Regions from separate parts of the Mus musculus genome. Here region 1 is linked to region 2. Evidence: chromatin contacts called from public ChIA-PET data. All regions are on one chromosome and are shown on one strand. The core of a region is the stretch at or near the end of the contact, and the rest is flanking DNA. Distances in the headings are between cores, read along the strand shown. Region 1 overlaps Nf2 (neurofibromin 2). Region 2 overlaps Mtmr3 (myotubularin related protein 3).

The links. ChIA-PET counts read pairs in DNA pulled down with a chosen protein or histone mark.
Region 1: a contact with region 2 is called in an RNA polymerase II ChIA-PET map of memory CD8 T cells, with 15 read pairs. The contact joins two enhancer-like sites. A contact is called at or near these places in 2 of 484 Hi-C or Micro-C datasets (bone marrow-derived macrophages and nephron progenitors) and 3 of 115 datasets of contacts at active chromatin or transcription factors (embryonic stem cells, large pre-B cells and memory CD8 T cells).

Annotation. Positions count from the first base shown.
Region 1 is chr11:4,783,400-4,786,099 of GRCm38.p6, forward strand. It overlaps Nf2 (neurofibromin 2), which reads right to left. Exons shown (of 17, transcript NM_001252250.1): 14 at 1,037-1,164. Among named protein-coding and RNA genes, the nearest start is that of Cabp7, 38 kb to the left of the region's middle. Within about 2 kb of position 1,447, at least 43 of the 459 cell types and tissues checked have an H3K27ac peak or open chromatin away from gene starts, as enhancers often do. A contact at or near this core is called in memory CD8 T cells, where this site is marked.
Region 2 is chr11:4,535,499-4,538,198 of GRCm38.p6, forward strand. The region is part of intron 1 of Mtmr3 (myotubularin related protein 3); the gene reads right to left. Among named protein-coding and RNA genes, the nearest start is that of Mtmr3, 58 kb to the right of the region's middle. Within about 2 kb of position 1,368, at least 42 of the 459 cell types and tissues checked have an H3K27ac peak or open chromatin away from gene starts, as enhancers often do. A contact at or near this core is called in memory CD8 T cells, where this site is marked.

The DNA.
Region 1 (2,700 bases), core at 197-2,696, 250 kb after region 2:
GCCTGGCTCAGTGGTTCAGGCTGGTCTCCAGAGTAAGGGGTTTCAATCCTGGTCCTGCTTCTCATCAGCTATGTGGTGCTGGATGAACTCATCAAACTAAGTCTATTTTCCTTTATATAACTGCAACACTAAAATGTTTTTTGGAGTCTGGGCCTCATAGCAGTCCCGGCCAGATGTGAATCTGCTACGTAGCTGAAGATAATCTTGAAATTCTGATCCTCCTACCTGTATTTCTTGAGTACTAAGATTACCGGTGTATACAACCATGCCTGACTTACACTATGTTAGAGGTGGATGTTAGACAAGCACTCTATGAACTAAGCTATATTCCCAGTCCCTAAAACCTGCTTTTGATTCCAGTGGGATGTTTGTTAATTCGTGTGAATGAGACAAACACCAAAAAGCTACATGGAGACACAGGTGTCAATCCATGGCATCACTGTGATCTCTGCCAGCTGTAGCACTATTCTTCACTCCTGGCTCAAGAAATGAGAATGATCTTACTTAAGATTTCGTCCACAACGGGACTCCTCCTGTCCATCTCTGCTCCACTTCTGCTGCCCACAAAGGGAAGGGAGAGCATGTGACGGAAGTGCCTGTGATCTGGCTGGGCTCGGGGTCACCAGCATAGGGTTACTCGTCTCCCCTGGCCTCCTCCGGCTTTGCTCAGCCTAGGAATTTTTTTTTCTTTTACCTTCATTCTAGAACCACTGCTAAAGAAAACTGTATTTTACTATGCGAACAACAGTCTTAACTTGGGACTCAATACAAGCCAGTCCTATTTTTCAGACAAGGTATAAAACATAAATTTCAGGATACCATCTTAATCAAGTGTTAGTTTTATCCTGGGACCCTGACTGTTGTCTTGATCTGTTGTCTTTAATTTTTAATAATTAGAAACTTTGTTCTCCAGTGGGTGACAACAAAGCAAACCTTTGCAGGGGTAATGACTGGCTGCTGTTGTGACCTGTGACTCTAGGCCAGATCCACTCACTCATGCTCACGACTGACCCAGCAGGCCACAGAGGGTACATACTTTTCTTTCTCTATCTCCATGGAAAGTCGCTTCATGTCCGTATCCTTGAAGTCAAATGACAAGCTGTCAGCAATAATGTCGAAGCTCGGTATGTCAGGAGGCAGTGGTGGTGGAATTGGGTTCATGGGCTGTCAGTGAGAAAGCTCCTGTTAAGATGCTTAAATTACACAGGACAGAGACCTCTACAGTCAATACTGCCAGGTAAGTGGTCCCAAAGCAACCACAATCAGACAAGTCACCCTTCTCTCCTCAAACCTCATCATTTCTACGGTTCCTTGAATCAAACGCAAACTTTCACTCAGCTTCTCATTTAGGAAGCTCATTTAGGCACTGGGCTAGGAGTTGAGACACAGGAAGGAAGACAGGCTTCCTGGCTCTAAGCAGATCAAAGTCTTGTTCAGGAAGCAGATGTATTTGCAAATCCTCATAGTTAAGTAAGATGAACATGAGCCAGAGGAGGGACAGGGCGTATGAGGTTAGAGGGATCTGCCAGGGTACAGCTTCCTTGGGGATCAGTGAATGAGCCAAAGGAGAAAGGTGCCAGGCAAGAGGCATGCTGGTAGGCAGGGCAGACAGGATCCATCCAAAGCACTGGGCATCTCAAGTACCCTGTGGGGTGACTGGTAAGAGACTGGCTTCGGGTCACAAAGGCTTTGCTCGTATGGAAGGGGCTTAGATTCCAAAGACAGAGCCAGAAGAGTGCTTGAAAGGGGAAACCAGCTGACTTGTTTTCAGGATCTTTTCACTCCAGAACAGAAGGTCACCTAACCTACAGTCCCTACCTACCTCTCTAGTGTCCCTCATTATTTGTCCTGCTAAATCATAAACAGTACTACGTATTATCCCACACTTAGCATGTGTCCTTTCTTTCCCTCCCTGCCACTCCTTCTCTCTCTTCCTCCTTCCCTGTCATTTTCTGTGACATTAGGGATGTGCCACATGGCCAGAGCTGGTCTCAAACTGGTGAGCCTTCTGTGGTAGCTTTCTGAGTGCTAGCACTGCAGGTATGGGTCATAGCAGCCCAGCAAGGTCTCCATTCCCCTTTCAAAGTTCTCAATTCTTCCAGTCTCTCAGCAAAGCCCTTCGAGCCCTCTCACCTTCTACCCTGACAAAACAGCTGCTCATTCCCTTTGCAGTTCTCTGTCATGATGTGCATACTGCTGCCCCGCCCTTTCCTCAGCTCCACACTGCAGAGATTCCTCATGGGTATGTCTTTTTTCCTCCTAGGATCTTTTACTGAGTCTGGGACAATGTTTGGAAAGGAACAGAACCTCTCAGCCTTTATTTATGGCAGTGAGGTCTAAGGTAGGATGTATGGAGTCTGTCAAGTGTGCCCCTGAGCAGGATATCTAGGTCCTACATACACTGTTTTCAGGGCTGAATTCTGGGTAAATGAGAGAGTCTGCTCTGTTGACACTTCATCAAGCTGGACAGTTATAATCTAGGCAGGTCTATTTACCTTATACTTCAGAAATATTCTCAGAGCTGGGCAGTGGTGGCACACACCTTTAATCCCAGCACTTGGGAGGCAGAGGCAGGCGGATTTCTGAGTTCGAGGCTAGCCTGGTCTACAGAGTGAGTTCCAGGACAGCCAGGGCTACACAGAGAAACCTTGTTTCAAAAACCAAAAAAAAAAAACAAAAAAAAAAACCAAAAAGCGCAGA
Region 2 (2,700 bases), core at 118-2,617:
CACCACGCCCGGCACATGTGCTGTTTTAATCAACCAAGAAAACAAAGTCTCTATAGGAATTCCAAATTCATAAACCAAGATCATGGATAGTTTGTAACAGGAGGAACTAAAGAAGTGCTTACACAGTTCCCTTTAGAGCTGTGGAGACCAAACAGGAGCAATCTCAGGAGACAGTGGGGAATGCAGCACCTCAATGAGAACCATCAACAGCTACACTCTCAGCACAAAGGGAAGAAGACACTGAGTCATTACACTTAGTTTAGTAAGAAGTTTAAAGGACCTTTCTATTTTAGCTGTAATAGTACTACATGTTCTTCTTAAGAAACTGTTAAATTACAGATGTAAAAAGTAAACGATTATCCCCTCACAACGCTAGCAAGAATGTACAATAGTTCACTGCCTCTTTGAAAACTGCCAGGTTCATCCTCAAACTAGAAAACATATTCTCATATACCTAACCAAGAAAACAAAGCATACATTCAAATTTATATTTATGTGTTTATAGCAGTTATTCAAAGTAGCCAATGAGTGAGAAACAGTGCAGACAACCACCACGGATGAATGGCTGAACAAGATGCACATGCTGCATGCACAGTGCGCTCCTCAGCTGTGGTCTTTCAAGGAATGAGGAACCTTGAACACATTACACCGAAAAGTGAAAAGAGCCAGGCACAACAGACACATGACAGGGTTTCAGAACAATGAAAGCTGCTAAGACTGCTAGTAGGGAGTACAAAATAGATTAGTAGTTGTTAGGTGCTGGTGGAAATGGAAGGACTTCATTTTACCCACTGAAGGACAGCCACCACTATTTTATTCTTTTGTTTCAAAAACTTCTCTATGCACATATAAAAACACACATAACCCCACAAGTGAAAGGGGAGTGAATATTGGGTATTTACTATTCTCCAATTTATTTGATTCTAAAAATAAATCAAACCTTTCCTATATTGGTGCATATATTTGGACAACAGTTCAATACTCATTACATTTCCATCTACCATAATCTACTGATTACCTGGTCAGATATTTAAACTGTTACCATTTTTCTATTACTACCCCAAAAGTCTTTAAAATAAACAACAAAAGCTATCCTGGTATCTCTATGTAAATCACTATTCTGGTAGTACTGGGTCTTAAAACAAGTTATTAAATGAAAAACTACAACCTTGGAGAAAGGACTACAAGGGTCACCACTGCTAAAGAGTATACATACATACTCTTCTACAATCACCAACACAGTCATTGGATTTACTTTACTAGATTGCTTTTGGAAGGCTGCTTTTGTTGTTTATGTTGTCTTTTGAGGCAGGAAATGAAACCAAGGCTGACCTCAAACTTATGATCCTCCTTCCTGTTTCTCCTCAACACTGAGATTATGAGCACATCATCACGCCAGGCCTCAACTTGGTAAGAATTGTGAATGCTCTGTTATATTTAAAAGATAAATTACACATAAGCAATGTCTACATTTACTATCAAGCACACTTGTATGTACACAGAAGAATGATCCAGTGCTACTCAACAGTGACCATCCCTCTAGAAAGGGTGGGATACGGACCATGAATGAAGATGCAGCGCAGACGGTAGAGTGCCAACTTAGTATGCACAAGGGCCTGAGGTTCAATCCCAGGACCCCCAGAACTGGGTAAAGTGACGCATCTTACAAGCCAGCACTTGGGAGGTAGAACAGAAAGACTGGAAAGTCAAGGTTAACCTCAGCCTCGCAGTAAGTCAGAGACCAGTCTGTGACACCTGAGAGCCTATCTCAGAAGGAAAAGAAGTAGAAAGAGTCTTCCCATTTTCATACTTTTAGAACATTTATATAACATTTCTAATTAGATGGATTTGGTTTGGGTTTGGTTTAGTCTAGTTGGTTCTAAAACAGGGTTTTGCTGTGTTAACCCACGCTAGCCTTAAATTTGTGACCTTCAACCTTCTGAGTAATGGGATTACAGGTATACATTACCACATCAGGCTAGGAAAATAAACTTTTCTACATAAGGTTTTTGGTTGACCTTTCTGGTTTTGCTTTTTGTTTTTGTTTTTCTTAATTATTTTGCATGTGTGGGCATTTTTCTTGCATGCATGTATATGTACCACATGCGTGCCTGATGGCTGTTAAGATCAGAAGAGGGTGCTAGATGCTCTGGAACTAGAGTTATAAACAATTGTGAGCCACTATGAGGGTGCTGGATTTCAAACCCATGCCCTCTGCAAGAGCAACAAGTGCTCTCAAACACTTCAGCCCCTAGTTTTGATTTTCTAACATAGTCTCATATGTTCCAGGCTGGCCTGGAACTCAAAACTATAACCCAGAACTGGCAGAGAGCTTTTTTACCTCAACTTTCCCAGTGCTCAGACTATAGGAACAAATGACCTCAGCAGCTACAAAACATTATTAAAAGGAAATTGAAAATATTATATAAAAGGCTTTCATTCAACCAGGCTAAAAGTACAAATAATGGCTTCAAGAAAAAACAAGTGCTGATATAAAGCAGTAACAGAGCTCTGAGTGTAGGAGCTCTGAGTTCTGATTATTCTGTGCTCAAGTGGGCGCATCCCTTACCAAAAAATTCACCAAAATGTCAGGGTTCAGATTTTAGGGTGGTTTGTTGTTGTTGTCATTGTTGTTTCCCAGACTTTGGAACACTTAAGATTGTGAGTTTGGGGATTAGGAATGCCAGGCCTATACTAAAG